2 separate regions of the Mus musculus genome follow, and region 1 is linked to region 2. The links are chromatin contacts, called in public Micro-C maps. All regions are on one chromosome and are shown on one strand. The core of a region is the stretch at or near the end of the contact, and the rest is flanking DNA. Distances in the headings are between cores, read along the strand shown. Region 1 has its middle 57 kb from the start of Gm14635. Region 2 has its middle 61 kb from the start of Gm46687.

Evidence for each region. Hi-C and Micro-C count contacts between places; a contact is called where the count stands out from the background.
Region 1: a contact with region 2 is called in a Micro-C map of the G1E-ER4 cell line, with 2.7 times the contacts expected there. The contact joins two enhancer-like sites. A contact is called at or near these places in 2 of 39 promoter capture datasets (liver and trophoblast stem cells), 16 of 484 Hi-C or Micro-C datasets (the G1E-ER4 cell line, the N1E-115 cell line, cerebral cortex and 4 more), 10 of 115 datasets of contacts at active chromatin or transcription factors (embryonic stem cells, epiblast stem cells, neural progenitor cells and 1 more) and 2 of 9 other capture datasets (liver and pancreatic islet).

Annotation. Positions count from the first base shown.
Region 1 is chrX:12,294,726-12,300,619 of GRCm38.p6, reverse strand. No RefSeq gene overlaps it. Among named protein-coding and RNA genes, the nearest start is that of Gm14635, 57 kb to the left of the region's middle. Within about 2 kb of position 3,924, at least 18 of the 459 cell types and tissues checked have an H3K27ac peak or open chromatin away from gene starts, as enhancers often do. A contact at or near this core is called in the G1E-ER4 cell line, where this site is marked.
Region 2 is chrX:12,150,466-12,156,067 of GRCm38.p6, reverse strand. It overlaps a transcript of Bcor not described here. Among named protein-coding and RNA genes, the nearest start is that of Gm46687, 61 kb to the right of the region's middle. Within about 2 kb of position 3,682, at least 80 of the 459 cell types and tissues checked have an H3K27ac peak or open chromatin away from gene starts, as enhancers often do. A contact at or near this core is called in the G1E-ER4 cell line, where this site is marked.

The DNA of each region.
Region 1 (5,894 bases), core at 2,675-5,174, 140 kb before region 2:
TGAAAACCCAGCATTTCCTCATAGAGGACTAGCATGGGGAATGAGGAGACATTTGAGAACCTAGAAGACTGGTTCAAAAAGGCACCAGTCAGGCCAGTGAAGGAAGGCAGGCTCCACAGCCTCTTGCTGTCTCCCAGCAGTCTGAAGGCATCTGTTATTGAGACCTGTATCAGTCTCATCCAGAGGACCATTTAAAGTCGCACACATTCCATTACCAAAGGCAATGAGAGAGCCCACCCAGGTCTGACAATTTCCATAGATTCCCTTCTGTCCACATATTCTAATGACCTGATTAGCAATTCTACTGTATTTAATTTGCACCCTGGGTAATTTACTGTCAGTCAGAAGAGCCATCAGCTTGAAAAATGGCACCAAAATTAAAAACCAATAGTGAAATTTCAGTTGGAATGAGCTCTCCTGGCACAATGATGAATCAGGATTAGCTAGAGTCGATAGGTGTAGTTCGCAAGTGGCAAACGGTTTCTGTCCTAACATGCTGCTAGGATCGGAAACTCTAGCCTTGCTGAACCGTAGGAAACCTGCAGCCAAGTAGAAAATGAAGAACAGTGAACTGGTCCAGTTGGACAGTTACATGGAGCAGAGAATGCTGCCCACCTCCTGGCTCCTTGTGATGGTTTTAAGAGTGTCCGAAAATTCTGTGATGTGAAGTCCAGTCCCCTCCTCTCGAACACATATGCTGGCCTTTCTCAAGGGGAAGAGGGACATAGTGAAAACACTGCTTCACCTTTCTTGGAAGGCCAGAGCTGTCATAGGAACAGTCCCCCTGCCATGAGCAGCCATGTTGGGGAGCCATTTGGAGAGACCACAGAAAGATAGAGAGAAGGCGAAAGGACTCCAGTTGCTTCTCCCTAGATCTGTTTGAGTTGTTCCATCCTAGGAACCAGACACAAGAGGGAGGAAGCCTTTGAGATACTCCAGACCTGCCTGCCATCAAGTCACCATAGCCTAAGGCCACCTCCTCCAGAGAACCACCTGGCTGACTCTAATCAGTCTTCAGATTTCCCAGCAGCCCCAGTGACTGTCAGTTTTAAGCCACTATTTTGTGAGTCATTCAGCCTGCCTGTTCCTGTGCCTTGGGGTCATGTGAGCCTCACAGGGAGCCCCAGACAAAGGCACCCACTTCACAGGCAGAAAGACCTCCAGCCTACCCCATTGTCTCACTAAATGTCCTGGGGCTGGGTGAAGGTCCCCGGACCTACCAGAGTAAATCCACCCCTACCCCCCTCCCCGAGCGCGCGCACGCGCGCGCGCACACACACACACTCTGCCCCTTTCTAGAATCTATTGTCATTCGTGTGCCAGGGACAAAGATTATCTTCCTCAGAGGCATTCCTTATTTGAAGAAACACAGGGCCTTACTCCCACTTAGAAAAAATCGTGCCGGGGCTGGAGAGTTGCCTGCAGAGTTGAGCATTTGAGTGACTCTTGCAGGGCCCCCAAATTTGGTTCTTAGCATTCACATCAGGCAGCTCACAATTGCCTGGAACTTGCTCTAGAGAATCTACTACCCTCTTCCGGACCCCAAGGGCACCTGCACTTCCATGTACGTACCCACACAGAGAGATGAACAAACGGACACATAAACTTAGTAAAGATAATTCATTTAGAAAGGAAAAAGAAAAGACCATGGCCAAGGCTCTGTGCTGGAACCTTCTAACCCCCATAGCTAGGACCTGCCCTAGGGCACCCCTTTGAATCTTAAGGCAGGAACAGTGGTGGAACCACGACAGCATCCCACAGAAGTTGGCACAGAGTACCAGAAAGTCCTATTCTTTGCCCTGTACCTACGCATTCACCAGAATGTTCTTGGCCGGGAGCCCTGCTGCCTTCCCATATGTCTGGAGAGTATCTCATAGCCTTCCAGAAATCTTTCCTATCGAGGTCTTCCTACTGGTTTCAGCGATTTGACATCTATCTAGGACACTGATTCAAAGAGCTGTTCCCTTAGTCTTACCTGCTGCTCAAGTCCAAACTCAATGACAGAGAGCAGACTGCCCCAGGCCCGTTGTCCATATGTTCTGTTCACTCCCATGGCTTTGGTATGGAAGCTAACCAGAAATAGGCTTTGCAAATGACCTTTGTTTATTAGTTATATAACATTACATAGAATTATCGAGAATAAAAGTCTGAGTTGGGGGGCTGGAGAGATGGCTCAGCGGTTAAGAACACTGACTACTCTTCTGAAGGTCCTGAGTTCAAATCCCAGCAACCACATGGTGGCTCACAACCATCTGTAATGAGATCTGATGCTCTCTTCCGGTGCATCTGAAGATAGCTACAGTGTACTTACATATAATAATAAATAAATCTTTGGGCCGGAGCAAGCGGGCCCAAGTGAGCAGAGGTCCTGAGTTCAATTCCCAGCAACCACATGATGGCTCACAACCATCTATACAGCTACAGTGTACTCATATACATAAATAAATAAATCTTTAAAAAAAACTTTAAAAAAAAGAATTTTAACAACAACAACAAAAAAAAGTCTGAGCTGGGCAGTGGTGGCACAGGTCTTTAATCCAGCACTCAGGAGGCAGAGGCAGGCAGATCTCTGTGAGTTCTTGGCCAGCCTGGTCTACAGAGGGAGTTTCAGGACAGCCTGGGCTACACAGAGAAACCCTGTCTTGAAAAACTGGGGGGGAAAGGTCTGTATTTTGTCTAGACTGTCTTTTTGTCACTACGAAAATCATACACCCACTCCTTGGGGACAAAGTTTACTCAGCTTCCAAACAGGTTCCTAAAATGTTCTTTTTTTTTTTTTTTTTTTTTTGAGTTCTCAGACCCTTGAAGCAGTGACCATTTGTTCCCTCATACAGAAGCCCTTTCGAACTTTTACCCAGCAGCACCTTCCAGCCCGATTGCCCCGTGACGACCTTGCCTCACTTCACCTGCATTTTCCTACCGGTTGCTGAAGCTATGTTGCCTGCTGGAATTGAACTGGACATACAGGAGTTATCGGTCCCCTGGAAACAGCTCAAAGGAATGACTGACACAAACTACACTTGGAAGCCTCTGTTTTATGTTGTTTCCCCCAAAGAATGTGTGTGTGTGTGTCCCCTCGAGGGCATGTCTATGGGGCTTACTCCACATTACTCTGGAATCTTGAGGGTTCGAATGTCAACAAAGTAATTTAGTGGGGCACAATCTAGCCATCCAGCAGTCACCAGAGGTCCTTGGCTTGCTCCTTCAGCCTTCTTCTTATTTGTTTTTTTAAAAGTGGGGTCTCATGCAGCCCAGACTGGCCTTGACTTGCTCTGTACCCAGAGATGACCTTGATCTCCCAATTCTCCTGCTTCTGTCTCCAGAGAACTGGGATTCCAGCTATGCACCACCATCATCTGTTTATGCAACGCTGGGGCTGGAACACAGAGTTTTGCTTCGTGCATGCTAAGCAAATAACATCCCCAGCCTCCTCCTGCAGCCATCTTTAGCTGTCTCTCCTGACACCCACAATTCCCTTGTTGCTGCTTTGTCTCTGCCTTGCTTCTGGAAAACTCAAACTAAGATAGCGTGATTGCTCCCTCCCTCCCTCTGGCCAGCAGTGACCAGCAGTGACCTGGATGGGATCCGCTGCAAGAGTCTCTCCCCTGTAGCAGAAGCAGCATTACAAAGCTAGGGGCGCTCCGGGGTCTCATACTTTACCATGGAGAATTCTTTGCCTGTGACTGGTTCCCTTGGCAGGTTTTTTCTTCACACCTTTGCTACAATTGGCTGGATGCAAATTAGCTAAGCCAGCTATATCTAGCCTAGTTACGATTCATACACCAACCACTAGCCCTGCTGGCTATATGATTGCTGTGGATATGCAAATTAAGCAACACTAATTTGTTGATGCTGATAAGATGCTGGACTCAGGCTGCCCTCCTGCATGGTGCTGATAAGGCACAGAAACCGGAACATAATTCATATGCTCACATAGTGACCATCCTATCCTAGCACACCAAGGAGCCAGGCACACTAGCTGAGAAACTGTGACAGTCAAGACTATCTGGGGGCCTGGTGGTATTTCCTGCTTTTCTGTCGGTTGGTTGGATGTCAGATCACACCTAGGCCTGACAGAAGAACCCTACTGAACAAGAAACCTCATTCCACGGCGTCTCAGCACTACCTCCCAAATATGCCATGTGATATACTCCCAAAATGCCTCCTCCTACCTCAGAGCCTTTGTGGCAAGCCTTCAAACTGATAGAATGGGAATTGTCACTGTCATCTTTGGTACATTTCTATTTAACTCCTGAAGGTTCAGAAATTGCCTCTGGCCTGCTGTTCAATCGGTCTAGAGCTACATACATACTACCTGGGTGTCACCTACAAATATTTTTGGGGGGACTCAGGATATATACCACCTTTAAATATGACTGCCCCCCCCAAAAGCAGAATATACCACACCAAAACACCCCTCTTTGGAATATTGATTGTTTTGAGCAGGTTATTTTGAGAAATTGAAAATACAGAAATAGCTCTGTAAAGCTTCAGTTTTACAAAGGCAAATTTCATTAGTGAAATTGCCAGCATCAGGGAAAAAAAAAAAAAAAAGACTTCCCACCTCTCAAGACGTGGGAGACTTGGATCTATATATCAAGACAGCTTTGAAAGGGGTCACTGCCTATTGTCCCAGCTACTTAGGTAAGAGGATGGCTTGACCAAGGAGTTTAGGGACACCTGAACAACACAGCAAGCAAGACTTCAAATAGTAAGAGGTGTGTGTGTGTGTGTGCGTGTGTGTGTGTGTGTGTGTGTGTGTGTGTGAGAGAGAGAGAGAGAGAGAGAGAGAGAGAGAGAGAGAGAATGCATGTCATGTGTGTAAGCGCACACATTCTCCTTACATGTATGCAGATGTCCTCTCAGACAGAAGAGGGCTTCGAACTCCTGGAACTGCAGTTACAGGTGGCTGTAAACCAAATTATGTGATCACTGGGAGCCGAACTCGGGTTCTCCGCACACCTAACCACTGGGCCATCTCGCTGACTCCTGTCTAAAACAAATGTAGTTCAAACCTTTAGTCTTCGTACATATCCTCCCTAATCCTCCCATAATTTGTTTCTACCACTTGTAGAAGCCCCCAGGCTCCTCTTCCTTCCTGTGGTCGAGGATGCTGGATGAGTTTCAGTCATCTGGCCTTCTCTGAAGCTTGCGGCTTTTTGTGGGACGGGTACGTGTAGTTACAGTCATTAAAAGGTTTTTTTCATCTGTTAATCAGTTTTACATCCACTTAATGCAGAGTCCAGTCAAAAGCCCCAAGAAAAGTAGTGGGGAGCTACTGTCCCTCTCCAGGAGCCCTTTACATCCTGCTGTGACTACATTCCTGGGTGGCAGTGTTTGGGTCAGCCTAGGCAGTGCCCCCTCTGCCCAGGATCATAAGGGAACAGGTTCTGCAGGCTCACTCCCACCCCTGCCTCGGTCTGTTTGCAACTGTAGATTTTTCTTCGATCCTGACCTTGGCTTTAAGCAGCCCAGCTGTTTTTGATTACAAGAGCAGAGCTGGGGGTGGGCAGGCAAGGTCAGGTTCACGCAGGAACCTCCTCAGTGGAGGAACGCAGGTCCTGACAGAGCTGCGCACGGAGCCTTTCAGTGCCTCAGATGGGTTTATTCAAAGTTCATAATTACCCTGAAATCTCTTAAAATGAAAACATGATTGAAGAATTAAACCTGGTAAACAAATTAGTCAGAAAGAAAACCTCCGCATAGCAAATGACAAAATCCAAAGAGCCAAGCCAGCAAATGAATGGGCTTGCACTATAATTGGCAGCCATGGCTGCGGAGGACTCCCAGGCCCTGGCAAAAACAGGACTGGGGAGCAGCCAGCTCCCCAGGGGAAGAGGAGGCCAGACCTGGGGTGTCGGGGGGGGGGGCATTGTGGTAAGTCAGGTAGCCAC
Region 2 (5,602 bases), core at 2,433-4,932:
AGCTCCGGTCTTCTCTCCACTTGAGGCGCCAGCCCTGAGCTAAGCTCCCCTGCTTGGAGCTGGAGAGCCCAGTTGGGACGGCTGGATCCGGTTGTTTGCCCTCAATCCAGCCCGATTACCACCAGCTCCCTATTCCCCCGAGCGCGCGCACAAACACGCTTTCCAAGCGCGCTCCAGGCCTCCACTTTCCCTTCCTCTTCCTGGCTCGCTCTGGTGCTTCGAAAGCTCGCGGCGATTGTTTGCTTCGAAGAGTCCAGGTGGGGAAGGCTGTGCCCCTCCCCCCCCCCCCCAGCCCGCATAAGTGCACACGCTGTTAAAGCCTGGGGCGCACAGCCAGGCCTATGGACTCCCTTGTCCCCCGAGAAGTGGCAGCTGCTAGAGAGGATCGATTCTACCCGTGCTTCCGAGAGACACAGGAGTAAAAATAGGAGACCTTAGCCTGTGTCTGAATTTGGGGACGGGAGAGTAAATCCTATCTCCCAAGAGGACTAGTAGGTTTGCACCGCACAGCTTATGTGGACCACAGTGTGACATCCCTACGTGTTCTGGAGAGGCTGAGCGGCCTAGGCGCACTTGGGGGCTTAGTGGTTTGGGGACCCTGGGAGAGACTGTCAGAGGGGGGGCGGAGCAGGAGTCCTCACTCCTCAAGGCAGAACACCTTTTTTGGAACCTTGAAACCCAGGGGAGCCGCTGCCATCTTCCAGTCGCGAGTCGCTCCTGAATGTTTCTTTAAGGCTCCTTCCCGGGTCGCGGCTCTCTCGCTTTCCACAGGCTAGAAAGATAAAGTCAGGGCCGGGGGTTGGGGTGGGGGACTGGCTCACACAACTGTGCTCTCGACTTTGCCTACCAAGTTCACTGTGGTCCCAGAGTGTACCCCTCCTCCCCAGGCCACACCTCGATGGGGGCCTGTCCTGTTTCCTTCCTCGTTGGTTCAAATCTCGAGTTTCATGGAGAGAGGGCACATTATATTGCCAAAGTCACTAAGTGTCCCCCCCCCCCCAAAGTCCCATAAGGATAACCTAAACACAGGATTCCCACACCCCGGGCTGATCCTTCCTCGCCTCCTGGGATTAACTGGACTCACAGGTCCATAAAACACTTCCGGCGGGGCCAGAGGGTCTGTCTGCAGAAACACTTTAAAATAGCCCTCCGTGGCCGGGAGTCGGAATTGACACAGACAATTCCTGTTTTTTTTTTTTTTTAGGCTATGAAGGGAAATCGTCTGAAGCGGGGGGGGGGGGGGGGTAGGGTAGGCAGCTTCCAGAAAACAAACCAAACCAAAACAAAAACGATGCACCATTTTAACCAAATGACACTGATTCAGGGTAGCATGGGTATTCAACGGGAGCAGACAGGTTGCACCTGGCTTCTGACCACACTTCAATGATGAACACAAACACTTTGAAACTTGGGGGCTAGTAGAGGCAGCCTCCCCCTCTGTGAGAGTTAACACTACCTCTGCCCTCCTTAAGTAGATTGAAGAGGCTGGAAGTATTAAAGTGCTTTGCAAAGGCAGCTTGGCCCGTCCATTTCGCTGTGGTCAGGGTCTCTCCCACACATGGAAGGCACCAGAGCTTTGTTAATTAAGAAGTAGAACTAAGACCACCCCCCCCCCATCCCTGCAAGGCTATGGAAGATACAGTCAAGCCCAAAGCACGTTCAGACCAGGAATCCCCACCCCTTTCTTTTACATCACTTCGAATTAAGTTTCTGAAGAATGGGCGAATCTTTGGAATGCTCTAAGAAAAATTCACCATTAAAATTCGAGGTTAATGAGAACGAAAATAGTCCTTTAAAATGGATTAAACCACATTTTAAGACAAGAACCGGAAGAATATAAATTCAAAGTAGCTTCTTGGCCTTGTCCCCCTAATGTAGGTCTGGAGAGCAGATGCTGGTAGATAGCCCACCCACCACACACACACACACACACACACACACACACACACATACACACACACAATCTGGGACCGGGAAGTAGGACTTGACAGATTTGAACAGCAAGGTGATGTAGGTCTGCTGGGCGAAGACCAGGAAGCTAGGCAACGACTTGGCTTAAAATGAATATGAAAAGAAAGACTTAGGCCTGCTGGTGTTTCCTGGAGGCCTAGAACTACTCAGAATGGGGAGGTGAGGGGTGCTCTGTAATCTTCCCTGAAGGATTCAAGCAATCCTACTGGCCTGGGGTGGTGGCCAGGTGCAAAAGGGATAAAGGCCTAGGCAGAGCTTTAACCCAACCTCTCTAATTTGGCGCGGGGTGGGGTTAGAGGTGATGTAGTGGAGAGTCTCTGCTTGAGCTCCACGGGCCTCCCTCTCACTTCCTTGGCTACGCGCGGCCTCTGGCTAGGACTAACCAGCCTCCAGCTCACTGTCCTAAACCCTAAGCCCTTCCCGCCTGGATGCCCAAGCTGGATCCTCAGGCTTCCCCGTGCCTGGCAGCCTCGGCTCTTCCCCTTTGTGATTTAACCGAGGTTCAGAAAGCTTGTTTACCTCGGCAGCCTTGGGCGACTCGGTCTGCGGAAAAAGCCCCTAGGCCAGCGCCGACCAGTAGGGGGGGATTGTCTTATAGATTATTTTTCCTCCTGGTTTTTGTTTTGTTTTGTGTTTTTTAAACCAGAAGGCGAGGTTGGAGAGGGGGCGGGGTGGCGTGTTGCTGCTGTTTTCGAGAGCACTGTATTTGAAAGAGAAACAAAAGCCGTTTGGGAGGTAGCAAGGCTGTTTTTACATATAAAAAAAGTGCAATGAATACCTAGGGCCCCCAGCAGTGATAAACTAAACGCTCGGCGGATTTCGACTATTAGCAGTTAATCTGTTATCTGCGGTCACCAAACAAGTTCTAGGGCTCGGAGGATGCCGAATTCCTGTTCCAATTGAGCCGGGATCTGTTGGGCACATCCAATGCCCATAGTTTCTTCCAGTGCAAATCCAGTTTTGGAGAACTGGGTTTCCCAGATGGGGCACTGATTTGAGGTCTCATTAGACTCTCTTAGGCAGTCAAAGATCTGCTTGCATCGCCGCTCGAACTCACGTCCTGCCTGTGATTCAGAAGTGTGTTTAAAATGGTTACACACACACACACCCTTAGTTTCTCAGGCCTGTCAATTTTGCACGTAGTAGGCCTCCAAAAATATTAGCAATGTACGATAGAAACTAAAGTGAATCTCTGGGCCTGGAAGACAGACTGATACACAGCCTCGTCCTGGGAAGACTATTGGGGTGCCCAGATCTTCCCTTGGGCCGCTGCAGCCTGCGTTCATCTTCGGCCTCCGCGGGCCAGGGCGGGCGGGGTAGGCCAGAAGGCACTAAGCGCCTGGAGCCTGCACGATGATAAATATTGCGCAGACAGCCCATAAATAATTTGCATTATGTTCAGCTGACAACGCAGGGCGATTAATTTTAATAGCTACATATTTGCCTGGGCTGCTGCTTTCGTAGGCCCGGTAATGAAAGGCGAGAGGCCGCCCTGGCTCCGTGCTCATGGTCCCGGAAGGCAGCCGGGAGGAATGGGAAGAAGGCCCGATGCGGTTTCTCCTCCAGGCAGTCCCCAGGGATCCCGGGTTCCTGCCCCTCTCCCCCCCCCCCCACCCCGGCCCTCTCCTCAGTGTAGAAGTGGGGTGCGTGTGAAGCCCAAGTAACCCCGAGGCCTCAAGCAACAGGAGCCACCATAATGACGCTGCAATTTGTCTGGGTTGGGATAGCCACTTGTGGAAGGGAGATCCTGCGGGGGGCGGGGGGACATGCTCTCCACCCAGACCAAACCCCGAGTGAATTCAGGGGTGTAGGGGGTCACAGTCCGCTTTGGTCCTGGGGAAGTGCTGGTATTTTCCAATGCGCCTGCCTATTTGCCAGTAGATCTTTAGCTTGGCGAGGGCTTTGCCGACCTCAGGGCAGGAGCAAGGGGCAAAACAAAGCCGTGGGGTCCGCGTATCCTGACCTCTTTTTGGGTTCAGAGTCCTCTCTGCCCATCCCGCACCCGGAGGGAACCCCCACCCCCATATTACTGGCCGCAAAGGCCCATGGAAAGGATGGAAAGAAAGGGTCCCGAGCAGCTCTTTAAAAGAGGGGGCGGGGAGGAGAACGCGGTGAGCCAGGCCACAACAGGGCAGCCGCCGCAGTCCCGCGGTGGCCCGGTGCGTGCGTGTGCGTGTCGATGTGTGCGTGTCGATGACAAAGCCCCGCTGCCGTCAGCAAGCTCCCGGCTGCTCGAGCGTGGGTGGGGGAGGGGAAGAGAAAGTAGTAGGGGGTGGAACCCTCGCTCACGTAGGTAGCTGAAGCTTCTCTGGAGAAAGAGTTCATTCATGAGCCACAGGAGTCTCCCCGGCCCGGCCAGGTGGAGCTGGCTAAAGCTAGCACCTGTTTTATTTATTTGCCTTTTTGGAAACAAGCAAGTGCATCGATCATTACCATATTTTAATTGCCTTTCTCAAAGGTCATCTCTAATTATGGGTTACGAGAAGGGCTGGCTAAGGGGTCTGCAACCCCTGTGTGTGTGTGTGTGTGTGTGTGTGTGTGTGTGTCCTCTGAGACAATGCTCCTAGCTCAGATCGAAATGCCATTCCGAGGGTGTCCGCGAGCGCCTGCAAGACTGTCACGACGTGCTGGATCCACGCAGACCCTGCTGCGTGCACAATAAAAGCCGAGCAGGCGGCAGAGGGCCGTGCAGACCCACGGGTTTTCTTTTTAGAAACGGTGGTGCGAAGAGACTTGACAATAATAACACGCAGCAGGATTAAACCAGGGCGGGAAGAAGAAAATGCATTTTCGTTTCTAGGACTGAGAGGGTGTTTAACCCATCCGATCCCCCAAGAGCTTTTTTTATGCACACACAGAGACAGGTGCGGGACACACGGTGGCTTGGGACAACCTATTTTTCATATTAATCTCGTCCCTTCTTTAAGAATGGTTGTTCATTACAGTGTGAGCGAACGTTTGTAATGTTTATTCTTTTGTTTTATGGAAAATTATACCAGACTAGCTGAAAAGAAAAAAAACCGGTTGAGGTGAGGTTTTTTTTTTTTTTTTTCTTTTCAAAAGTGCGTTTTTAGGATGCTTCCTCCTCGCCCCCTTCATTTTAAATCATTTTCAGAAACTCTTGAGGCAAAAGGCTGTACTCAGAGGGAGCAGGGCAGAGGGGGTCTCAGGTTCTTGGGACAGGATTGAAGCGGGTAGAAATCAGGAAAGAGCTGTTGGGTAGAGGTGGGCACCCGCCACCCCAGCTTGGCTTTCTCAGAAGAGCCTGGCATTTGTGAGTCACCAGCCTGTTTCTGGGAATGCCGCTTGCTAGAGCCAGGGCCTGGGTCAGGCGTCTTGGAGAGTCGGAGGGTCTTGACTGCCTCTGCTTCCTGCCTGCCCCCACACCTGGCCTCCTGGCCTCACCAGCAGCCAGCTCTGCTGGGAGGAGGAAGGCAGAGCCAGATGACTGGTCCAAAGCCCCAGAGACCGCCTGGCTTTCTCCTCCCCTGTAATCATAACCAGATGCACTTAAACGCCTTTCATCAGAGGAAGCCCAAAGCCCTTTAACAGGCAGCAATGAAAACCTTGCAAGGGCCTCTCAGCATGTGTGCCGGGGGGCCCCTGAGCCCATTTCTCAACCAAGTCAGCC